Linked DNA regions of Zea mays: regions 1 and 2 are each linked to region 3. Evidence: chromatin contacts called from public Hi-C data. All regions are on one chromosome and are shown on one strand. Each heading gives the region's core, a stretch centred on a gene start, on an enhancer-like site or on the middle of the called end of the contact. The rest is flanking DNA. Distances are from core to core; before and after follow the strand shown. Region 1 holds the start of LOC100193580 (dihydroflavonol-4-reductase). Region 2 holds the start of LOC103637730 (lysine-specific demethylase JMJ706). Region 3 holds the start of LOC100272484 (Protein HAIKU1).

Region 1 (4,923 bases), core at 1,220-3,719, 710 kb after region 3:
TACGTGTTTGTTAGTTGGTTTAATTAATTAATTAATTAATTACTACTCGACTCTCTTTCTGTGTCCTAATCCCGAGCCGTAGACAGTTGAGAGGTCAGCTTCAGCAGTCTGGAGTCTGATGTCTGATGCCACTCCTCATTTGATGCGCACAGGCTTGGACTTGTACAGCCAGCCTCAAGAGACAGAGACAGAGACAGCTCTGTGACTCGTAGACAACGCCTGATTCTGAATGGACCTGTTTTGTGCTGTGCTCATCAAGGTAAGGAAGGGATATTTCAGGGACGCCTTTAAAATGGAGTTTGGCCACCAAGAACCCTGATTTCCAGGCACGCTTGCGTCGCGCGGCAGGGGCAGGGCTGGAGTGGCACGCGACTGCAGGCACCCACACACAAAACAGGTGCGGGAAGCTACAGCCAACGGATAAGGGATGGATCGACTCGACCATCGATGGTGAAAGGTATCGCTCGGCCGGGGGCTGCAGGATGAGGACGACCCAGGGCAAGTGGCCAAGCAGCCGTGTGGCCTTCCAGGGCGCCGCAGCCTCATCCCATCGGCTTCGATTTGATGGTTGGATGGAAATCATGGGGGTTGGTAACCACTGTTGTCTGATGAAAGTTGCCTATGCACGGCACGGGCGGCACTAATCCATGAAACGGAACTTAAAAAAAAACAGCGAGTCGCTCACTCGTACGCACCTTGAACTTCCTGCAGAAGGCGAGGTCGCTCCAGCTCCTCTCGTCGGCGACCTCCTCCCTGTGGGCGCCGACGCCGGCGCCGGCGCCGCTCCAGACGACGGCGGTGACGGAGGAGGTGAAGACGACCCGCTCCATGGCGTCCGTCTGCGCGCACGCCTCCAGCACGTTGTGCGCCGCGCGCACCTCCGTCTCCACCGTCGACTCCTGCACACGCACGATGCAGCACAACCAAATTAATAAAACCTGCTCGTCAGAAAAAACAGCTCGTGCAGTCGGTGCGTGCTAGCTGCCTGCTGGCCTCCCTGCTCGCTCGTCAACCAGCTCGTGCAGTCGTTGCGTGCTAGCTGCCTGCTGGCCTCCCTGCTCGTAGGAGTAGGACGGACGGGACAGAGCAGACCAGCCAGCCAGCAAGCAGGGGCGAGGACGAAGGGGCAGCAGCTGACATGCCCATGCCCATGTGAAGGGTTTTAATGCACGCGGAGGAAAAGGGTTCGAGTTCCCTTTCCCCTTCCCGCGGTTGGTTCAGTTTGGTGGCCCAGTTCTCTGCTCCGTTGCGGTCCCTCTGTGCTGTGCTGTGTGTGAGCTTCCTCCTCTCACCTTGTCCAGCTATTAAATGCGCTCGGCTACTCCACTGTACTACTGGAGTAGTACGCTGGTAGGACAGGAGCAGGAGCGGGACTTCACACCGCACCTGGAGCTGGAGCCTGGAGGCTGGAGGAGGAAGAAGGGGCACGCTCACTCATCACAAGTCACAAGTCACAGCCACACCACACATGAGCTGTGTCATTAATGGGTCATCATCATCAGAGGAGTATGAAGAGGTCCGGGTCCCAGCCCTCCTCTGGAACGAACCAAACAGCCTAGACCAGGGAGGAGGGAGATGGAGATTCATGGAAAAGGGAGGAAAAGGTAGCACAGGATCGGCTCATCTCCTCTCCTCTGCCACTGTCCAGCTGTCCCGGTCCCTGTTCATGCTACAGTGCTAGTATAAGCTCTGGCTGGGTCTACTAGTATAGGAGAGCATAATCCAATCCAATCCAATTTTATGCAGTGAGCGCTACTACCTACAAGTCACTCCTACAAACGAGCTTTCGTTTCTTCGAGGGGAAAACCCGGATTAATACTAATATGCAGAGGAGAGAGAGAGAGGCGAAAGAAATCAAGCAAGCTGCCGTCTTGTACTCACATCGCATTGGGCCTGGTCGTCGGGCGTGTTGAACATGCAGAAGACGCCGGCGCAGCCCCGCACGGCGTCGGCGATGGCGTGGTAGTCGAACGGGTCGGCGCGGAACAGCTTCAGCCGGTGCCTGCACGCGTCGGCGGCGCACGACAGGTGGCCGAGCAGCGCGGCGGCAGCCGCGCCCTCCTCCCCGTCGCGGGCGTACGTGGCGGCGTGGACGGTGTACCCGCGCCGGAGGAGGCGGTCCACGAGCGCGTGGCCCAGCGGCCCCGCGGCGTCCATCACGCACACGCTCTTGCCCGCCGCCGCCGCCGACGACGACTCCACGGATCCCGGACACATGTTTTCTTCTTCGACCGAGGAGGAGGCAAGACAGCGAAGCGAAGCCGGAGGAGGAGCTCAGCGACGACGGTGGTGGTGGATTGACGAGGCCAAGATGATGATACGGATTGCAAAGAGGGGAAGGTGAGGCGCGCAGTATATATAGCGGGAAGAAAAAGAAGAAGAAGAGAAGAGACCGGGGCCGGGGCCGGCCGGCAAGGACAGGGCGGGCGAGAGAGACGGGTTATTCCGAGCCGGGAGAGGAGAGGAGATACGAATCAATGAATCATACGATACGGGGCCGGGTCAGAGGCAGCAGGCAGGCGGGAGGGGGCATTCAAAGGGCGTGCGTGCGTGCCGGACGGACGGATGGACTCCCGGTGCGGTGCCGTGCCGTGCCGTGCCGTGCCGTGCCGTGCCGTCGTGTCTCTTGTGCTTTTGCCGTTGGCGTTGTTGGTTGGGCGTGCTCGCCTGCTCCCCTACTGCTGCGTCCAAGAGACGACGGTAAACGCACTCTAGAAGATTTTTCGTCTATAAACTTTAACAGTATCCTATAAAACATCTTTAAGGTAGTGTTTGGTTCAGGAGCCAACTAGAACGGAACCGTTCCATCCCTGATTCTAGGAATGGAGCCGCTCTGTTTTGTGTTTGGTAAGCTGGAACGGAACGGCTCTGTTTTTTGTTTGGTTGCAGAGTGAACTGGAACAGAGTGGCTCCATCCTTTGTTTGGTTCTAGAGTGAAGTAGAACGGAGCGATTTCATTTTGTGTTTGGTTCAAGAGTAAAGCATAATGGAGTGGCTATGCTCTATATTTGTTTGATGAGTGCAAATAGATAATTTTCTCCATTAGTCAATCTGTATTTTAAGATATGACACATTCATACAACCATTAGTCATATCTTAAGATGACAAATATAACTATAGATCATAAAATGTATAATAATTACTCCATAATCTTACACATGACTCATCCATACAACCATCACAAAAGTGTTATGTCAAAAATAAGTTTCATAACATATCACACACATGTCCATACATAGTTTCAAACAAACATAGGTCCTTACATAGATCCATACAAATTGTGAAATGTATTATTAGATTACCATAAAGCCTAAAACTTCTCATTAACGAAGTCGGTAATCATAGAGACCTTGTAAAGCAATGGCACATCCATGAAAGCATGTGCAATGTCAGGATTAGAAACCAAATGAGAATAATACTTGGACTTGTGCGCAATCTCAAATCCTGGAATATTGTCTACAGCTTCAAACAAACCAGCTGGCAAAGGTTTGTTTGCTGCCTCCTTGATGGCACTGGCTAGTGTTTGAGTGGCATGCTGAAATGCTTCAACTAAGAATTCAGTACCATTGTCTTCCCTCTTGGCCTTCTTGGATGGTTTAGTTGCAGATGTTGCTGCAGGGTCATTCTCATGGACAGCACTAGATGTTGCAATACACCCTTCCTTTTGCACATCTTCACCATCATCAACAGCAAGAGGGTCATTTGATGTCTTTGCAAATCGTCCTGATGCAACACTATTGCCAAAAATTGTAGCAAGGTTGCCATAGTAGGGAAGAGGCTTGTTTATAAATTCATCATCACCCTTGTTTCTTTCATCCTGCATGCAATAAGATAATTAGTGCATAGACATCAACATTGCATTCAATAAAATGAGGGTGATGATGAGCTACACTAGTAATTATCTGTGTATATGAGCTACACTAGTAATTATCTATGTCACAATTAAAGAAATAACTTATATAAGGTTTTTACCTTCAGGGACACGAAGACCATTTTCTCGTTCTAAAGCATCTCTTAAAATGAGGGCATCATGGGCTGTCCCCTCCCATCCGGCCATTACAAAAGTGAACCTTAGATCAAAATCTACTGCTGCCATTACATTTTGAGTAGGGTGACTCTTCCTACCACGGAATGCAGCCTCCATTTCCTTAGGAACAGAGGCTCGAACATGTGTGCCGTCAATGGCCCCGATGCAATCCTATTTTCCCATTGGAACAAAAAATGTAAGGATTGGAAATTCTACATAAGACCATTGGATAGAAATAGGTCTAACCCGCAAGATACCTTAAAGTAAGGATCCCACCGTGGGTTTCCAGTGATTTTGGTCGGTGTTGCTGATGATGGTGGCTTAATGAAGTCATGTCGTAGCTCCCCAACAGCATGAAGTACTTTGTTGAAATACCGACTAACGGTTTCACCAGACCTAGCAAAATTAGTGCCTACTAACCTATTCCTAACATTGTGGCCGATTGTGTGTAAAAACATAGCAATTTGCTGCTCAACACACATATGTATGGTGTCTTGTAATAGACCACGATTCCTAATAAGTTGGCAAAAACGGAAGAATGATGATCTATTAAGTCTAAGCATATTAACACAAGTGACATCACTCTTCCAAATTTTATCATCAAGATACTCCATCCTTTTTCTATCTCTCTCATAAATTGGACCATAACTAATTTGTCCTACTGCTGCATGACCATGACGTTTTCTTTTTCTAGATTCAATAACACAAGCCATCATTGAAAGCAACATATGAGCAGCAACAACGTACACTACAAGCATATACTTCTTCTCCATCTATATAAAAAGGATAACATTACCAATTGAAACCACACATGCATGCTTAATTTCACTGCTTAAATGAGAAAATAAAAAATATTATAATACCTTAAGCTCTGAAGTCTTTTTTGTTCTCTGAAT
Region 2 (4,303 bases), core at 1,658-4,157, 630 kb before region 3:
CACATGCATGGCCGATCAAAGAAAGAATATTCACCTTGAGGTTCCAGTTGCTTTTCCCAAGTTGATCATGAGGAGATGAAGAGAAGGCACTCCCATCAACGTCACAAGCATATTCTACGAAATCCATTTTGCCAAAAGCAATTTCACGCCAGAACTCCTCCTCCACATACCTAGCTGGGAGACAACTAGAGCTGGAATATTTCTTAGAGAACACTTTGTTCGCCATTTTCTCATAGTCCCGGAAGGTGTACTTTCTGCAGAGTCATGCCAAAAATGATGAAGTTCAGAACATGAGCTAAAGCAATAATGAAAATAGACAAACAGTGGGCATACCTTCCACTCATGAAGAAAGTGACTGTATCATCCTCAGCCCATTCAGCGAGTCGAAGGGGCTGAACTCTAGTCATGAACTTAAAATTGGGATGTTCCTTCATCAGCACAACACCGGCAGGAACAGACGCACATACAGGAGAGACGATTTTACAAATACCTGAAATATAAGTAACAGTCATAGTTATTCAAAATGTCTAGCAAGACCATTGGACCAATGAGTGAAAAATGATCATATACATATTTTGCTAAATAAAGCAACTGTACCATATTTAGCAGCCTCAGGTGAAATCTTCTGTATATATGCAATGGGATCCTCAAATTCCTCCTTGGTGGGACAATACACAGGGCACTCTGGAATCTTGTCTATCCACTCAAGGTTGGACATATCAAACTTCTCCACCTTGCGCTTTGCAAAAGGACTCTTGTCATGGACATTTCCAGGTAAACCTGTACTGTTGTTGGAATGCAATCTGACTCCACAGTTAGCGGGGCTCCGCAAGGCATCACCGCCACTTCTCGCAGCCACAGCAGGATTGTCGCCAGCTTCGTTCTGAGCACTCAAACGCACTCTCTCGAGCCTCCTCCGCTTCAGGGTCTCGAGGCCGTTCCTGACCTCTGCAGGGAGATAGCTCCTACCCTCCACCTAAGGCGTAGGTAAACTAGTCAATTTTGCAGTCAAACAAAACTATCATTTACTGCAGTTCGGTATTACAAGTAGACATTGACCAACAGAGACAGCAGACTGAAACAGCACCAATTGTTTGGATACCACAGATTGGTCTTATGTAGTACCAAAAGAGCAGTAACTCGGCAACCAAGTCAAGAAAGCTGTAGGTACCGAAACCAAACACGGCACGTTGATATTCCTGGGGTTGTTTCCCTACCACGCCCATAGTCACAATCAGTTTGCAATATGATTTTTAGCAGCCACGCGCTCTAGCTTGTATAATCAATCAATTATCCATAACAGTGCAAGATGCTTAGCGATAATAGCAGTAACAAATAAAACATGATTAAGTCATCAACTAAACTTTCCTCGGAACTAGAACTAAGAGGTATCAGCGTAATGAGAACGCATAAAAAATGGCGTGTACCCCTACTCCGCGAAGAAAGAAAAGAAGAGAAATCTTCCTAGCAGACCGCAGACGCGGTCAAAGTAGGCAATTACGCACATGCGTGACGACCATGGTGGTGAAGCCGAAGGAGAAGGAATTTGTGGAAAAAGGGCGGTGGAGGTGGCGCACAAAAACGCTCACACGTCAAGAATCGGACAACGAACCGTAACTTGACTTGTACTAGCGGTTCGGCAGGAGTATCTCTGCAACCTCATATATACTACCAGCACAAAACGAAAACGAGGCGAAAACAAGCACCCTAGCGGTGAAAACCAATAGCCGTATGGGAGAGGGGGAACGTGGCCCTAATTCCTAATAGGGACCGGATTTGACGAGTTTTCCCTGACGGATAAAAAAAGGACTCCTACTTTTCCTGCATTGACGGAGCAGAAATTCATCAGGAGGCGGCAAACTGACGAAATTAACGAGTTGGGTAGGAAAAAGCTGGCACGTACAAGAAGCAATCCACGGCTGTCTAGGGAGGTTTTCTGCCGAATTGTTGCAATTGGAAGCAAAATCCACGGGTTGGGCCGTTAATCAATTAATGAAATCTAGATATAAGAGAATCTAATTCCGTTTGGTTTTTGGCGTTAAAACAGGCGAAAACAGAGGAAGACGGGGGGACGAGGAATCAAACAGTAACCACTAACCAGGCGATACGATACTACTAGTAGTAGTGTTGGTGGTGATTAATTGCCGCGGCGACTGGAGGAAAAAGCGCGCGAGTGGAGGAGGAAATTGACGCAGATCTACAGGAGGGGGGGAGGATTCACCATGTCGCGTTCGCGTCGCAGGGCGGTGGGTCGGAGAAGCCTCTAGAGAAATCCCCGGCGGCACAGGTCCCACATTCACCTCCGGAGGTCCCCCCGGCGCGCGGGAGAGGCCGGGGATCCGAGGCAGGCGGTCTCCTCCTGTTCCTCTCACTCTCCCTCTCTCTCCTTGGGGTCGGTTGGTTTCGCGCGCGACGCCGGCCGGACAGAGGCGGTGGGGAGGGCCAGGCCAGCAATGGGAGCACCGGGCAGTGGGCCCCACCGGCGGTGGCCGGCGACCACCCGCGGGGGGAAGGGGGAGGAGGCGGAAGGAGAGATGAGGGGTGGAGTAAACGGGACGGGACGGGACGGAACGGGGGAGACGCGGGTGGTGGTTACTTTTATGGGGGGTGGGGAGGAGGGAGGTTCGGTTGGAGCAACCGAAGACGAACGACATGGACAAGAACAGGGGGGGCGTTTTGGGGAAAACGCAGCCGAGCCAACCAACCGAACCGGAAAAGGGGGGCAACTGGGCTGAGAGGCCGTCGCCACTCGCCCGTGTGTGTGTGTGAGAGAGAGAAGGCGAGCGAGACGCGGATGGGCTGGTTGTGCTTGGGTACTACCGCCCGACCGCCCGCCCCGTGGCCTCCTTTCCGCGCTCGCTCTTCTTTTCTCCTCTCGCTTGTGTTGTGTCGTGTCGTGTGTTGGTTGTCGTGCGAGCCCCGTCCGTCCGCCTCGTTCCCGTGGCCGCGCCCGCGGGATGGACGACCACGGCCCACGGGGGGTGAGAATTCAGAGGTGGTTCCACCAAACGCCCACCGCTAACGGAACCGCGTCGTTCATTTGCACACCCTCCAGCCGAAGAGAAGACAGCAGAGCAACCGCTCTGCATTTGTTTCTCGTCCCCCGTTGCCAGGGTGGTTGCGTTTAACTAACTGCTCATTTGACCCAGAGAGAGAGAGAGGAGAGAGAGGCGCGGATGAAGCACGGCTGCCACCTCCCTGCATGTGCATCAGTTTTTACAGCCTATCCTATCCACCTGGCCACGCCACCGGGTAGGCACGACCCTACACTGCTTTTGCTCTAGAGAAGTCTCCGCAGCAGTAGTACTGCTGGCTCTGACCATTTTGCTCCGTGCACACACACTGATCCCTCCTTCCGATAACATCCCAACGCAGGACACAGTTGTGCTAGTACCGGCCGTAGGCTTTACCTGGTTTTTTTAATGGCTCAGTGTTTGTTTAAATGAGTGGTCTCTAGGGGATAAGTCTACCTATTCACGACTTTTAATACATATTTTCTTTCCATACAAATTGAACTTTTTCGTTCCACAAAGTTTATACAAAAATAATCCAAATACTTATGATCCAAATAAACACATTATGAATTTATATTTTATGGTGTGTCTATAGTGGTAATTTGGTGCCATAGATCTTGCACTTTTCATGAATTCAATCAAACTTTAAAAATAATTTAAAACAACTTTAGGTATTGATTTGCTTTACGGATAAGGAGTACTGATTGGCAAGAAATCAATTATTAATATCTATAATTAATATATATATATATATATATATATATATAATTACCAGGTTGTTATTTATACCTGCCGTCATCGTTTGACAGGATAGTACCCTCATATTTAGGTTTGACGGGGTTTTGGTTCTATCGCAATATCATCACAAAATAGCTGATGGGCCTCTGCCCGGGTAACCTGGTAGTATCCCATGGCGGAGCACAGAAAAAACACATGGTATAGCTGATGGGCCTCTAGGTCCTGCGTAGGCAAGTTCTCATCCGTGGGCATGCCTGCGGCAAGCATCGAAAGGTGGAACAAGCGTTTATGAAATGATACTCTTTGTAATCAAAAATATCATGAATCTCCTACCTCAATCCCTCATAGAACCTAACGATTTGGTCCTTCGGATCCTCAACTACCCCACCTCACAACATACCTTTCTGAAGTTCTTGGTAGTATTCCTGCACATACATGTCTCCCTGATCTAAGTGTTGCAATATTTTTCGAAGATCACATCTATAAGAAGGAGAAACAAAGCGAGTCACATCTCCTATTTTTAACACATTCCATGTTTGTGGTGCAGCACG
Region 3 (4,555 bases), core at 1,448-3,947:
CTATGCGGCTCATAGGACTAGCCATTCCTTTTCAGCCTTCTAGGAGGGGCCGGAAAGTACTCGCCCCCATGGGCTAGGGATGCTATATTATGGTGCTGGTGTGTCGTATGACGTGATGAGAAGTTTAGTTGGGACGGACGCCGAAGCGTCTAGCTGCGTGCGCGGACTGTCGGGCCATATGGTCAGACCGTCCGGTGTTATATGCGGACTGTCTGTCGCTATACGTGGACGGTCTGACTGAGCCATTTAGGTTTTGAGTAGTACGTGGTGGTTCGGGTGCATGTCTTGGTAATTCATTTCTAAAAAACAGTATCGGCTTTCGCTGGCCCGGACGGTCCGCGCTCACGTGCGTACGGCCCGGACATGCGCAGATCGGTGATTTTACCACCGATTTGCATAGGAGGCTGTGGTTGCCCAGGGTACATGTCTATCGGCATCCCATAAAGGGCTTGTGACTGGTCGTGACAACCTGTAGCCGATAAATCATGTGTGTTTTCCCCCAATTCAACCTCGTGCGAAGAAAAATTTGCAATGGTAGATTTATCAAAGCACGTGCTAACCTTTTATAATCATTTTGCATACCCCCTATGATCTGTTGCATTTGGTCTCGCTGGTCATCTATGTAATCTTTAAGAGATTGGAGTTCGTTTGTGTTGCTTACCTTGGGGGTAGCTGCAGTGGGTCGGAGCGAAGCCAGATCAATCGCATGTTGCCGAACGACCTTGTTATTCCTGTCCACTTTGAAGTTGGCTAGGAATTTTGCTTTTGCTTCCTTGATCAGTTGCTCCTTATGCTCCTCGAACTCAAGCTGTTCTTCAGCCGGCAAGGTTTCCCAAGTCGGCTCGATGATATTGCTGGGGAGACGTCAGAGTTATCCCTTGAACCAGCCATTGAGGGCCGATCTGATAGGTTTATATGCGAGTTCCCCAACGGAGTTGCCAAAAAGTGTGTTGGCGCCGATCCGGACGCCAATCACCCCGATGAGAATCGGCGGCGGTGCTCTCTGCGCAAGCGCGAACGGTCCGCGGCCAGCGCCGGACAGTCCACGACCTAGCACAGGGGCTGGTTTCCTGCCTGACGAGCCGGACGGTACACGCCTGATGACCGGACGGTCCACACGTGCGCAGGGGTGGCGGAGTTCGTCAACGGCGCCTAAATCTCGCTCCCGGGAGGGACCCGTCGGGAGGAGAAATCCTAGGCTTTGCCTTGGGATCGGCAGGCCGTCTAAGACGCCTCTAATTGACGTAGAGCCGGAGAGAGGTGAAGATTTAGAGAGAGGAATCTAAGTTACTGTCTACTCATAGAGCAAAAATGTACATAACTAGATGTATATTGATTGATTGATCGATTGTTGGTGTTTCAATCGGCCGTAGCCCTCCATATATATAGAGAGAGAGGTTCGGACCCGTTACAAACCGTCTCCCAAGCTAATTCCACGGATTTAGCTAACAAATCCCGCAAGAAATTTAGAACTCTAACTGGCTCTGCGCGCGCGAACGGTTCGTGCCATAACGGTGAACCATCCAGACCGCGGAGTGTCCGCATGATCAATTTGGTGCTCAACAATACTTAGGTCAATTTGGTGCTCAACGATACTAAGATCAATTTGGTTCTCAACGATACCAAGCGAGGAGAAGGTGGGCTGCTAGCATGCCGACATGCATGCTGCTAGCGCGACACACACTCGCCATGGAGGTAACAAGACAACATCAGAATTAATAATATTATTAGTCGAATAAAAGCAAAGTTTTTTATATTCTTTATAGTTTTTGAGATTTTGATTGTCTAACTGCCTATTTAATTAGATGATCAAATATAAATATATATATATATATATTTATTTGTGTCTAGAAAAATAGAGATTGAAGATATACTCTCTATAGCACGAGTTATAAAAAAATCTACTCAACATAAAAGTATAAACATATTTTTATTCAAAATTAATTTTTAGATAATGATTTAGAAAGTATAGACTCTCTGTTCCGAACCTTTATAGCCAATTGTTATCTCAAATAAGTTGTTAATTGATTTTAACTGGGTCAGAGCAACTACCAAATGTTTAAGAGGCATAACTATGAATTAGCTCGTACATTAGCTGATCTGCTAAAAAATAGCTAATTTTAGCTCCTAATCAGTACTATAAATTTTAGAGGTTTGGAAGAGACAAAATTTAGAATGAATGCAGGCCGGGCTAAAAGTCTCATCTTGAGCCCCACTGACAGTATTAATAAATACCTGATAAATGCGATGTGCCGTAGAGAATTCAGCGAATTGGTCAGCAACACCTCAGCATTGAGCATGCGGCAACGAAATCGTAGTCATGTAAACATTTCCGTAATACTCGCTGTTGCCTGTTGCTCATGGTCACTAACCTCCATCATCATCACGCCATAACTCATGGGTTGCTGCTGATAGTTACAGGAAAGTGCAGGGCAAAAGCTGGGTGAAGTTGAAGAAATGCAAAAAGTCCAGACACCAAAATACGTATTGCTGCGGAGCAAATGGAATCGTAGTGGACAAACGGAATTGCTGGCCGGCAGCTAGTCTGCCACTCGATCCATCGGCGGACGGCGGCAGTGGCCAGTGGGCAGCGGCAAAGACGCGAATCAACCGAGCTGGTCTCCCTCGCCCCTGAAGCAAAGCAACCTACTCCGCGCTCGCTCCTCCACTTGCTCCCCTCCTCTTCCGTGCTCGTCCCGTCCACCGCCCCCTCCCCCTCCGCTTACGCCACACCCAGCCCAATCAACTCGCCGCGGACCGCGCCCATGCCCTCATCTCCCTGCTCCTCCCAAAATTGACCACCCAATCAATCGGCTCCTAGTCCTCACCCCCGACCCGTTCCCATGGATCGCACCACCTCCAACAACAGCAGCAGTGCCAGTAGCACCACCTCCGCCGGCAGCCAGAACCCGCACCTCGGCGTCAACAAGCTCGGCCGCTCCATCCGCAAGGCCACGCCGCCGCCGCCCCCGCAGCCACAGCCCGCCGCAAACCGCCCTCCCCAGCCCCAGCCGCAGGTCTACAACATCAGCAAGAACCAGTTCCGCGACATCGTCCAGCAGCTCACCGCCGGTACCCCGTCCCCACCGCCGCCGCAGCACCACCACCAGCTCGCCCACCGCCCGCCGCAGCCGCAGCCCAAGACACCCTCCATGCGCCTCCAGAGGATCCGCCCGCCCCCCATCGCAACCCCCGTCGCCCGGCCCCCGCCCGTCCATCCCAACCACCACGCCGTCCCCCACAACCCTAACCACAACTACCCCGTCTTCCACCGTCCGCCGCCGCCGCAGCCCCAAGCACAGCACATGCCCGCTCCCGGCCCTGCCTGGGCTGATTCCCCAGTCTCAGCGTACATGCGCATCCTCGAGAACTCCCTCTTCAGCGCCACCCCACCGGGAGCCGCTGCCGCGGCGGCGGCGGCTGCAGCTGCAGCTGCGGGACAGCTGCCACACCCTCACCACCAGCCTTCACATCCTCATCCCCCGCCTGTACCGTCGCCTGGGATACTCCCTTCCCCAAGCAGCTTCCTCAACCTGCTCTCGCCCACGCCCAGGTCACCTTATCCGCTACTCTCGCCAGGGTTTCAGCACCCGCCGCCGCTCACGCCGAACTTCCCCGCGCTGTCTCCGTTGGCGGGGACCGGCATCCTTGGCCCAGGACCCATGCCGCCGCCGCCGTCGCCGGGTCTCTGGTTCCCGCAGTCGCCGTCTGGGCTCCTTTCTCCATCAGGCTTCTTGCCGAGCCTTAGCCCAAGGTGGAGAGATATATAGCAAGTCTGTGTTTTCCACAGCAGCTGCCCCTCTTGAGCAAGGCGGCCGTGTAACATTTGACGGTAGGGACGTAGCCACGGTGAGGTCGGTTGGGTCGTCCGCCGGATTTGGCTGGAGAAACACACAGGTGGGTTGTAACTTTGGACTCCCATATTTATTGCTGCTACTTACTGCTTCTGTGCTGTGGTTGATTAGTCGGTATGTAAAAGGAGATTTGTTATATATTTGTAATTGTATAACTGTGAAATATTTCAATTCATTCACTTCTCTTAGATGCAAATTCTGGACATGTTCTACTTTAGATTCTCGAGTGACTAGGCTTGGAAATCTGTAATTGTAAACCTGTAGTTCATGAAAGAGTAGCTCTTTCTGACAAATCTCAAACTGATGGGTATTGTTGGTCTGCCTGTTAAGGCATGGCATGTTCTTCTTATTCTTTTTTTCTCCTTTCCGTATTACTTATTGGTTGAGGAGCTTCCTGGACATTATCTGGTCAGAAAATCACCATCAAACAAATGTTGGTAGTTATCCCTATCATGAACTACTGAAGGGCTTAGTCTTTAAGATTGACACACTGTTCTTATGTTTATAAGTTACTAACTGTTCACAGGACCATACCATCCTGTGCTAATTGTGCCCGTATACATATGATACAAAGGTTGCTCTTTTGCTCATTTTGGCCGCGTGGCAGTAGCATCTTCTGATCTGATCACTAAATGGGTTATATGCAGTTCAACATGGTAATCGACATAAGCAGCACTTCTCGCAGGGACCACACTGTATAC

What was found. A called contact is a pair of places that touch in the nucleus more often than the background predicts.
Region 1: a contact with region 3 is called in a Hi-C map of ear, with 2.6 times the contacts expected there. The contact joins the promoter of LOC100193580 here to the promoter of LOC100272484 in region 3. A contact is called at or near these places in 2 of 25 Hi-C or Micro-C datasets (ear and endosperm).
Region 2: a contact with region 3 is called in a Hi-C map of bundle sheath, with 4 times the contacts expected there. The contact joins the promoter of LOC103637730 here to the promoter of LOC100272484 in region 3. A contact is called at or near these places in 4 of 25 Hi-C or Micro-C datasets (bundle sheath, ear, endosperm and 1 more).

The regions. Positions count from the first base shown.
Region 1 is chr1:103,927,420-103,932,342 of Zm-B73-REFERENCE-NAM-5.0, reverse strand. It overlaps LOC100193580 (dihydroflavonol-4-reductase), which reads right to left and starts at 2,469. Exons shown (of 4, transcript NM_001138687.1): 1 at 1,882-2,469; 2 at 696-899. The coding sequence starts at 2,217. LOC103644826 reads right to left here. Exons shown (of 4, transcript XM_020542065.1): 3 at 4,891-4,923; 4 at 3,021-3,817. The coding sequence ends at 3,311.
Region 2 is chr1:105,259,777-105,264,079 of Zm-B73-REFERENCE-NAM-5.0, reverse strand. It overlaps LOC103637730 (lysine-specific demethylase JMJ706), which reads right to left and starts at 2,907. Exons shown (of 11, transcript XM_020546447.3): 1 at 2,222-2,907; 2 at 598-976; 3 at 334-490; 4 at 35-254. The coding sequence starts at 2,224.
Region 3 is chr1:104,633,358-104,637,912 of Zm-B73-REFERENCE-NAM-5.0, reverse strand. LOC100272484 (Protein HAIKU1) reads left to right here and starts at 2,697. Exons shown (of 1, transcript NM_001146955.1): 1 at 2,697-4,028. The coding sequence starts at 2,844. The coding sequence ends at 3,770.